Linked DNA regions of Mus musculus: region 1 is linked to region 2. A link is a contact called in public HiChIP or PLAC-seq data. All regions are on one chromosome and are shown on one strand. Each heading gives the region's core, a stretch centred on a gene start, on an enhancer-like site or on the middle of the called end of the contact. The rest is flanking DNA. Distances are from core to core; before and after follow the strand shown. Region 1 has its middle 40 kb from the start of Ccdc6. Region 2 overlaps Ank3 (ankyrin 3, epithelial).

Region 1 (5,063 bases), core at 1,385-3,884, 180 kb after region 2:
CTTCAGACTCACAATCGACCATGGCCCCTGGCCACTCTTTACCAGCCCCCTTCCACTCCTGCATATTCCGCTTGCTTGTTTAGCCACCCACAGGCTCTCTTTTCTCTCCCTCCATGACCTGAGGACCAAAAGCCTACAGCATACCACTCTGCATGAGGGGATGAGGATGTCCATAGCAAGTTGTCAAAATGCCATGTTCAGAGATAAAACCCAATAAGCAGGATGTTATCTGTTAGCAGAAACTCCATGGTTATATAAAGTCATGGTAACAGACTCATATTCTTTCTTAATTTTTATAATAATTAGTTCTAGTGGTAATTTTTCCAACACTACCCCAGCTTTTCACTGAAGACGTAGAGATTCTTCTTTTAGTATACACACACACACACACACACATATATATATATTACATATATATATATATATTCAAATTATGTATATATACATATATACATATACACATATACATACACATACACACACACACACACATATATATGTGTGTATGTATATATATATATATATATATGTTGATGGTACACCTCTGCTATCACCTAGCCATGCCTTGCCTGAAAGGGGGTGACCCTATCTAGTCTGTGAAAATTGATGAGTGTTTAACATGTGTACATAGACTAGCCTACTTGTTATGACTAGAGTTCTCAGCAAAGCTGCTGGGCCTAACAAAGCCCCAAGGGACAGAACCATCTCAGCAAATCTGCAGCCTCAGCTGCTGAAACGCCCATTCACATGTGTGGCTGAAGGGCCACAATCACATGAGAGGTGTTTTGAGTTTGAAACCAACACTACAAAATTAGTCAGAACAACTCCTGCACCTGCCCACCAACAGGTGCATAGGGACACCTGAAGCACCGAAAGGCAAAGTCATGTGACTCAAAGATTTCATGTAAGTTGTCAAAGACACTGCACATGCTGAGGGTGTCTTGCCTCTAACTTAGAGTGCTCCTTTGGTCTTGGTCATGCGGGCACAGACAAAGAGTAGGCCTTAGTCTTTGGAGTTGTTCAGTGAGATGGTGACAAGCTCGGGACGACGCATACCCAGCCTGACCCCTGGAGGAAGCCCAATTAAGATGAAAGAGAAGCCAACCAAGGCAGAAAAGCTGGTATATCAGAGAAATGAGAGTCCCTAAAGATTGTAGGTTGAGAATTTAGAAACGCTGTGATTCCTAGACACAATCAGTGATATCTAGTATCGCCAATATTTTGTTTGTTTGTCCTTGGGCCGACTGGGTTTGTTTTCCTGGTCTGTAAGCATCCCTCCACAGTTGTAGAGTGTGGTCTCCACAGGGCAGCTCCAACTGTCATACTAGCAATGCTACCCAGATCACTTCTCATCCCAGAAGTGCAAAGAGGGGGGCCACTGCCTTTCTTCCTGAGGTCATCCTTCTAAGTAGGATTCTGGTTTCACGGTCCAATAAGAGAGACATAAATTTGATACTTTAAAGCCCTTTAAAGGAGGATGTTCCTGATAGAAATCAAAATCATAAGCAAATGTGAACTGAAAAAATTGCAGGAAAAAAAAAAAAAACAAAAAAACCCAAAAAACCCACACCTGTGTTAAAGATTCCATAAGGCCAAATGACTAAAATTTTGAGATAAGACCTTAAAATGTTGCAGACTAAAGCCAAATGATCTAAGTCAGGAGTAGTGGAGAAAGAGGCAGGCAGGTCTCTGTGAGTTCAAGGCCAGCCTGGTCTATAAGGCAAGTTCCAGGACAGCCAGGGCTACACTGAGAAACCGTATCTTGGGGTGGGGCAGGGAGCAAATTCCTGAGCTATTTTTAACAGCTCTGAAAGCCAATCATTGCACAGCTTGCAATGGACCTAAGGTCTTTATAACTTTTGATAAGTTTAAAACGAATTCTTTGCAAACCATTGCTTTCCCCTCACCTAAAAGCTAAGAGCATCACCAGATAACCCTGGAGCCGATCACAGAGCCCACCCTACCCCCACTTTGCTATGAACGGCTTAAGTGGGGTTCCCAGCAAAGCGTGGGATCGACACCTTGACTTACGAGTTCCTTTGTTGTGTAACTAATAAAGTTTCACATGACTAATTGGACAGTGGGTCTCGGTAACTGGGGAAACGAAACCTGTGTCTCAGGGCCTCAGTTTCCCACATTCGGTGCCAGCATACATTGTCCCCAGTCCCTTTGAGATGACAACTGGTTTTGTGTCAACACAGAAATCAAAGAGGCAAACCACAGCCATTTCCACTCAGAGCCTTTAGAGCTGTAAAGAATGAACAGTTATGACTAATATCACCCCCCAAATAACCCATTTGGATGTTTGAATATTTAGAAATTTTGTACTTCCATGACATGTGAGGTGAGGGTTGATTTGTTCTAGATGGGGGGGGGGGGTGAGGAAGGGCCACAGCAAACGAAGTGTCCTTCCTTCTAAGACGCTGACCATCCTTTATAAACCACTTAGCCAAGCTGCACAGCTATATTTAGGCAGTAACAGGCTGGGGTGAGCTACATGGCCCTGGATGTGGATTCTGGAACAATTTTTCACCTTGGGAGTCTGCCAAGAGAGGCCCTGGGATAGACTTCAGACAACGCTGACTGACACATTAAACAGTTGTGGTCAGGTTGTGGAGACAGATGGCCCCAAAATAGACTGGATGCAGACCTGATAGGCTGTCTTAACTCCTTGCTCATGTATAAAACACACATATGGAGTCTCAGGAAGGGTCATGGGATGGCAGCACACACTAGTCCTAGACTCTTAGAGTTAGACTCTTCAGCCAGAAGTTTTTGTCTCTACATACAGCTGCATTAGCAACGATACCACATCGGAGTTATCTGAACTTATTTCTAGTCCAAAGCATTCAACAATTTAGGTTATCAACAGGTGGTGTGGGTGAGCAACTTGGTTAACCCCTCTGCTCAACAAACTGAACACCCCGTGAGGTAGTTCACATTAGGAGACAAATGTAGACAAGGCCAGGGGTTGGCCTCTAGGAAGACACATTTCCAGATCTGGATTAAGAAAATGACTAGTGTAAACAGGACAGTGGTGGCACATGCCTTTAATCCCAGCACTCGGGAGGCAGAGGCAAGAGGATCTCTTTGAGTTCAAGGCCAGCCTGGTCTACAGAAAAAGTTCTAGGACAGCCAAGGCTACATAGAGAAAACCTTGTCTCAAAAACAAACAAACAAACAAAAAACCCCAAGCAAACAAAAAAGACTAGTACACAGATTGTGTATAGCCAACTAGTTAAACAAATAATGGGAACAGAGAATAGCATCCTGGAAGAAACACTAAAGGCCCTGAGTTGGGAGAACAAGACAGAGCTCCTTACTCTTCAGATATCTGTCATGCTCCACAATGTCTGTCTCCCTCTGTCCTTTCCCGCTACAGCCCCTACCCTCTTCCCCTGTGTCCTCCAGAGAGCGACTGCAGTGGCCCTTCCTCTCACGCACCCAGTGTGTTGTCTCAACACATCACATTACAAGACTAGGAAACCTACCTACCTTCCTTCCTTCCTTTCTTTCTTTCTTTCTTTCTTTCTTTCTTTCTTCCTTCCTTCCTTCCTTTCTTTTTTAAGATTTATTTATTTTATGTATTGTGAGTACACTGTAGCTGTCTTCAGATACACCAGGTGAGGGCATCAGATCCCATTACAGATGGCTGTGAGCCATCATGTGGTTGCTGGGAATTGAACTCAGGACCTCTGGAAGAGCAGCTAGTGCTCTTAACCACTGAGCCATCTCTCCAGACCGGAACTCTTTCTTGAAAGAACCACTTTCCCCTTAGGTAGTTCTAGCACTCAACAAAGAGACTTGGGGACCGGAATCGAAGTTGGACAAGCCAGTCCACCGACTGCAGCCACCTTTCAGTCTGTCTCCAATACTACTGCGAGCAAAATGCTGAGCTAACAGCTGTTGAAAGAATGAACAGCTGGCTACAAGCACCCAGAGAAAAACCTCGAAGAAAAGATTAGCAATAACTGTGCCCCGCTTAGTCCTCTCTGCTGAGTGGCTGTGGCTCAGGATGGTAAACTCTCAGTTACCACTCCATCGCCGTGCCTGCCTGCCTACTCTTATGCCTGCCCGCCACCATGGCATATCACTAGGCTCATGAACTGAAACCCCCTGAGGTTGGAATCCCCCAGCCCACTCTTCTATAAGTAGTTTTGGCCACAGTGTCTTATCACAGACATAGAAAATGAATGAAGACGGACATCTTAATTTTTCATCTTGGCAAAGCTTCAGGTGTAATCAAGTCCAGGCAAAAAGGTCCAAGATATCAGAGAGCCATGTTGGCTCCAAGGAGGCGTCCAGGATGTCACTTGGGGCCATCTCACCTAAATGAGGGGCTAATGAGCAACTAACGAGTTTTGTTTTTAAGAACCATCCAGTGGCCAGGCGGTGGTGGCACATGCTGTTAATCCCAGCAAGGGGGAGGCAGAGGCAGGCAGATTTCTGAGTTTGAGGCCAGCCTGGTCTACAGAATAAGTTCCAGGACAGCCAGGACTATACAGAGAAACCTTGTCTTGAAAAAGGAAAGAAAAAAAAAAAGAAAGAAAGAAAAGAAAAGAAAAGAAAAGAAAAGAACCATCCGGTCAGCAAGGAGGACTTACAATTAGTGCCCATGGTTTTAATTACCCAGAATTCTTGTTCAAAAGCTGATTTACCCAAACCTCTTCAGTTCTTAATTATGTGGGATCTGCAAGATCTGCTTAATGACTTGGGACTTTTCTGTTGTTTTTAATCTGTTTAAGTAGTTTTTTTTTTTTAAGTAAATTTGTTCTTAGACGTTCTACACATGTACACAATGCCTACTGACACCTACCTCTAATCTACCCCATCCATTCTCCCTCCTCTCCATGAATTATCAAGTTCATGTCTATTCATTGTATTTTGTGACTCTCTGATATTAACCAAGCTGGATAAGCAAAGCTGGACGACCAAAGGTTTTGAGTTATCCACCAGACCTGATAGGCTTGTCTGAGGGTTTACAACTAAAAATAACGATTTCCCTTTCCCCCAGAATCTAAAAAAAAAAAAAAACAAAAAACAAAAAAAACAAAAAACAAAAG
Region 2 (5,383 bases), core at 732-3,231:
GCCAGGATGATTTAAGCTGCGGACTCTTCACTGGGTCAGTGGCTTCCTTTTACTTGCTGACGCATGGGGGCGCCAGACTTCTAGAAATGGATGAAGGTTTCCCTGCCACAGGGTAGTCTTGTTTCTGAAGCTCGGTAATGTTCTGCAAGGGCAAAAAAACAGCAAGAGTCCAGTGATTAGGAGTTGGCTTTCACTATTTTTTTTCTTGCATTTTTAAATGATAAATCCTACTGGGAATATAGTAACTTCTGGCCCCTGGTACAAACCATATAAGTTTTAAACTGGGGAAAGAAACTACCCTGGACTATTTTTTTTTCTTTAACACAAGAAAGAAAAGTTTTCTTTTTAAAGCAGGAGCCGTTCAAAAGGATTGTCAGTGCCTTTTAAAATCGTAAGGTATTTCCAAATGAAGCATCAGAGTTTTTAACATGTTCCTGTTTGTTCTGTTATTTGCCTCATTTGAGCTAAAAAGAAAAAAAAAAACAAAAAAAACAAAAAAACAAAAACAATGAGTCCTCTTCCCCTTCCGTGTTCCAGAATGGATTGTCGCCACTGCACATGGCCACACAAGGAGACCATTTAAACTGCGTCCAACTCCTCCTCCAGCACAACGTGCCCGTGGACGACGTCACCAACGACTACCTGACTGCCCTCCATGTGGCTGCCCACTGCGGCCATTACAAAGTTGCCAAGGTTCTTTTGGATAAGAAAGCTAGCCCCAATGCCAAAGCCCTGGTGAGTAGTCCTGCCATCCAACCCAAGCGAGGGTCTTGCCAGCGGCACATGATGCATCGCGTGTGGAGGGATTGCTCTTCCAGAGACAAAGACGGAATGCCCATTAAATCACTGTACTTTGTTAATCTTTCCAAATGTCCTTGGGAGTAGACAAAGCCTCCTGTGCTGGTGGGAATAAAGCTGACAGTGCAAAACGGCTGGTTCTTCAGGGCCCCACTCAGGTTCCTCTTACCTGAGAGAGAGCCTGACATTAAACGGTTATAAAAAAGACCGACCTGAACAGCTTCATTCACCTCACTGCGGTAATGTTATGATTCCTCCAGTTAGAGGGGTTTTGTTGTTTTCTTTCTGACGTATAGAATCTTGAAGCAAACTAGACATGACTGCCAGCCCTTGTAAGGCTGAGTCAGGAGGATTACTATGAGTTCAAAATCAGCCTGATCTACAGAAGGAGACTTTCTTTCAGATAAAAATAATGATAATGTACATATGTATGAATGATATGTATGTATGTACATATATATTATACATTTATACATGCATGTGTATATGTGTGTGTGTATGTATGTATACACACATATACATACATATATACATTATACATACATGCATATAAACAGACAGCTGGGCATAATGTCAAGAGCAGGAGAGCTCTGAGTTTGAGGCCAGCCAGGTCTGGCTAGTCCCAGGCTAGCCAGAGCTACATAGTGAGACCCTGTCTTAAAAAATAATAATACTATTTGTCCAAGAATTTGTGAGCTTAAATGATATTAACCTTTGTTGTTGTTTTGTTTTTTAATAAGACAATGCTTGCTATTGTTAAAGTAAATAACCCTTAGTACGGTTGAAATAAATAATCCCTAGTAAAGTGTTGACATTTCATTCAGAGTAAGCCCAGGCACTCAGAGAAAGAACGAAAATGCCCAGTCCCGGGGAAGACGTTGATTGACTAGTGATTTTGAGGTATAGGTTGACTCCAGCCAACCCTTCCTGGCAGGCTTCTGCTTCCCTCAAACGCTGCCTTGTGACCTTGCCTTCAGAACCTCTGTGCCTCTGCCTCAGGGGGGCCTGAAATTCAGTGGAGAGGAGGGAGCTTGGCACTCAGTACACAGCCGGCAGCGCCTTGGTCTTTGGAAACCCAACAGCGTCTACCAAAAAAAGTATTTTAGGAGCTGCTGGCCTGCCCAGTGTGTCAGAAGCCTCTGCCTTCTGAGAAGGGAGGGGACCTCTGAATGGCCATGAGTCACTCTTTTTCCATAGGAGAAAAAAAAAAAAAGTAAGGCTCTAAAGCAGGACGTGGCTTAACTTTCATTTTCCTATGACTCAAGTTTTCCCAACAGAGGGACATTGTAGTCAGTTACCCTGGGATGGATTATAGCCAAAAAGGAAAGAAAGAAAAGATAAGAAAAGCATTCCTGGGACCTGCCCAGGGGCACCTGCTGTATCTTTGTGTGGTGAACCTCCGTCTTTGTACGGGTCCCTACTGACGGCTGAAACAGGCGGCCCAGTCTCAGCTGTTGGACAGAGAACGGTTGGGTGGGTAATTTGTTTAAACGCCAATTCTTTTATGAGAGTAAACCTTTGAGCAAATGAGCTGCACGCCATTGAGTCACCTGAGATCCTGGGTCCTTAGAGTAAGCCCATGCTCGAGCCTTTTGGTTTGGTGTGGTTTTCGCTTTTGCTTTTTTGCGATAGGGTCTCTCTGAATAATCCCGGTTCTCCTGGAATTCACTGTGTAGACCAGGCTGGCCTCGAACACAGAGATCCACCTGCCTCTGCTGGGATTAAAAGCCTTGTGACACCACTGTCCCTCTGCTGCTGCGTGTTTGAGTCTTAAGAAAGGAAACTCTCTGGAGCTTGTCCTGAGAATGTCCTGTCACACAGGGGACAAGTCTGAGCAGGCCTTGGCAAAGGTTGACTGTGCAGACAGACTTGATGCTTGTGTTTTCCCCAGCTGTATTTGAAGTAAGCTCCTTAATTCAACCCATAGAGGGATGGGAAGGGCTCAGTGAACACACTCTGGTCCTTTACAACGGAGTCTCAGAAGGCTCGGGCTAAATGCCTGGGAACCCAGGTACAAGGCAGGACACCTCTCTCGGAAGCAAACCCATCCTCTCCGGATTTAGGAGTTTGATGTTCTGAGTTTACAAATCCGGACAGCGGTGCTTTATAAGGCTGTGTTTCTTGTACAAAGTTGTCCAGAGGCAGGAAGAGAGTGGGTGCTTTGAGTGAAATAAAAGAAATAAAAAGGAGAGGAAAGGACATGACCGCTCCTAGGTATGGTGGAGGAGAAAGTTTATTATAGATATAAGAGAGACACAGAGGCAGACTCGTCTGGTAGAGACTTGAGTGGTCATGACCCTGACCACCTGTGGGACAGGAGAAAGGAGAGAGGGAAAACAAGTATAATAGCCAGGAGGACAAAGGTACAAAAGGAGCAAAAGGGGGTGGGGGAGGGGGAGGGGGAGAGGATTATACAGGGGAGAGCCTCTGGGGTAAGGGCAGCCCAGCCCCTAGGCTGGAAAGTTCAGGATAGAGGGCAGAGTATGCCAGCCATACCCTGAAACAGGTAGGGACTGAAGGATGCTGGGAGAACCTGGAGGCCAGGTCCACTTTGATTGTTAAATAGGCACCTTAGCTGCTTGTCCCAGGTTTGAAACCTTAACACACACTTGCATCATAGTAAGTCAATCAAGGATAATATGAAGGACCAACTGGTCAGAGTGGGGTCAGGCCGGTTAGTGGTGGAACAAACACTTAGAGACAGCCCCACAGGTAAGACAAAGGATATCAGCTAGGGCAATGGCACATGCCTGCTGTCCAGACCATCCAAAGGAAAAAGTAGGAGGGCTGGAGACATGGCTCAGTGGTGAAGAATGCTGACTGCTCTCTTAGGGGACCCGGGTTCAATTCCTAGCACCCGCACAGCAGGTTACAACTATTTGTGACTCCAGTTCCCAGGGATCTGACTTCCACAGAGCAGTGTGTACACCTCGTGGGCAGATATATATGTAGCATCAATACACATAAAATAATAACTTCAGGGCTGGAGAGATGGCTCCAGTGGTTAAGAGCACTGACTGCTCTTCCAGAGGTCCTGAGTTCAATTCCCAGCAACCACTTGGTGACTCACAACCATCTGTAATGGGATCCAATGCCCTCTTCTAGTGTGTCTGAAGACAACTACAATATACTCTTATACATAAGTAAATAGTAAATATATGAAGTAATAATAATAATAACTTTTAAAATAAAAGAAAAAATCAGAAGGCACATGGCTGAGTCCAGCTGGGCTTTATATAATGAGACACTGAGTCAAAACTCAAAATGAAATTAAAAAATTATTTGGAACTCTAAAATAAAGTAAAGAAGTTTATGCACACTTCACCTTTTCCCTACAAGGAAGTTACAACCTGGGAACCTTGCTGGGAACCAGTCCAGACTCGTCCATCCAGGAAAGCCATGTGTCTAACCACTTTGGTTCTGGGTCCTCACAGCGCCTTATTGTACTAGATGTCTTTCCCTGCACACAGTAGGAACTGACTCCCATGTACTGAAGTTAAGTAGATACATGTGTTTGTCCCTTACAGAATGGCTTCACCCCTCTCCATATCGCCTGCAAAAAGAACCGCATCCGAGTAATGGAACTCCTTTTGAAGCACGGTGCATCTATTCAAGCCGTAACCGAGGTGAGAACACTTGCGGGACTCGGGGGACTAGAGAGTATAGCTTCGGCAGCCGTGGGTTTCCCTCTAGGGAAGCAGCTATAGATAGGCCTGCTTGTCTCCTAAGGGGCATCTCGTTGGCAGACTGCCACCTCTTGGGTAGGGGCTGGCTGTGCTACCAAACAACCCACACTTGGTTGCAGGTGGCTGGCCGAAAGACTGAGAAACGTGTTCCTGTGCTAAGAGAGAGTAAGGACTGTTCTGTGTGAACGTGTCCAGTGAATGAAGTATGGGAGTGTTGCAGTTAGGAGCAGGGAAGCCCTGTGTGCATTTCCTCTGAACCCACCGAGAGAATTCATCCTTATGTGTCAGCACTGGGTCTCCGCATAGCAAACAGGCGTGGGTCTCCCCACTCCAGAACTGCCCCACCCCAATCCACCTCTCTGCCTTCCCAACTCCAGGAACTCTCTCTGCAAATTGGAGCGTTGGCTCTTCTCCTAGAGCAGGTATATGTGTCTCATTCGTTTGCCAAGCTGGTCCTGTACATCTGGAACACCTCTCCTGGAAAATCTGCCCTGGGTGTTCTCCATGGGTCAGTTATGAGCATATTTCTACCCATGCTAATATCCAGTTATCATACCTATGACCTGTGACTCCCCTGTGACCCCAGAACCCACAGACCAAGGCTTCTTGTCCTCACACGCCCACAATTCAGGAAGTCTTGTTGAATGCTTGATGCTGGTCACACAGGTCCTATTGCTTGTGTGTGGCATGTTTACCTTGCCTCGAAATGCTTCTATAATCTCAATACACAGCAGTTAGAAATACCAGAGAAAGGGCATTTCAGGAGACTCGTGTCTGCGTGTGCCCTGGTGTTTCTCATACAGAGCAGTGATTTTAGCTCAGCGCAGAAAAATGCGTTAGGGGTCAGAATGGACACGGAGACAAAGGTTGGATTGAAGTTGTTTAAGTGTTCAGAGATG

What was found. HiChIP or PLAC-seq counts read pairs in DNA pulled down with a chosen protein or histone mark.
Region 1: a contact with region 2 is called in a FOXA1 HiChIP or PLAC-seq map of pancreatic cancer cells. The contact joins two enhancer-like sites. A contact is called at or near these places in 1 of 484 Hi-C or Micro-C datasets (embryonic stem cells), 1 of 115 datasets of contacts at active chromatin or transcription factors (pancreatic cancer cells) and 1 of 9 other capture datasets (embryonic stem cells).

What each region holds. Positions count from the first base shown.
Region 1 is chr10:70,054,712-70,059,774 of GRCm38.p6, forward strand. No RefSeq gene overlaps it. Among named protein-coding and RNA genes, the nearest start is that of Ccdc6, 40 kb to the right of the region's middle. Within about 2 kb of position 2,635, at least 21 of the 459 cell types and tissues checked have an H3K27ac peak or open chromatin away from gene starts, as enhancers often do. A contact at or near this core is called in pancreatic cancer cells, where this site is marked.
Region 2 is chr10:69,870,465-69,875,847 of GRCm38.p6, forward strand. It overlaps Ank3 (ankyrin 3, epithelial), which reads left to right. Exons shown (of 43, transcript NM_146005.3): 10 at 538-735; 11 at 4,326-4,424. Among named protein-coding and RNA genes, the nearest start is that of Gm33416, 6.8 kb to the left of the region's middle. Within about 2 kb of position 1,982, at least 145 of the 459 cell types and tissues checked have an H3K27ac peak or open chromatin away from gene starts, as enhancers often do. A contact at or near this core is called in pancreatic cancer cells, where this site is marked.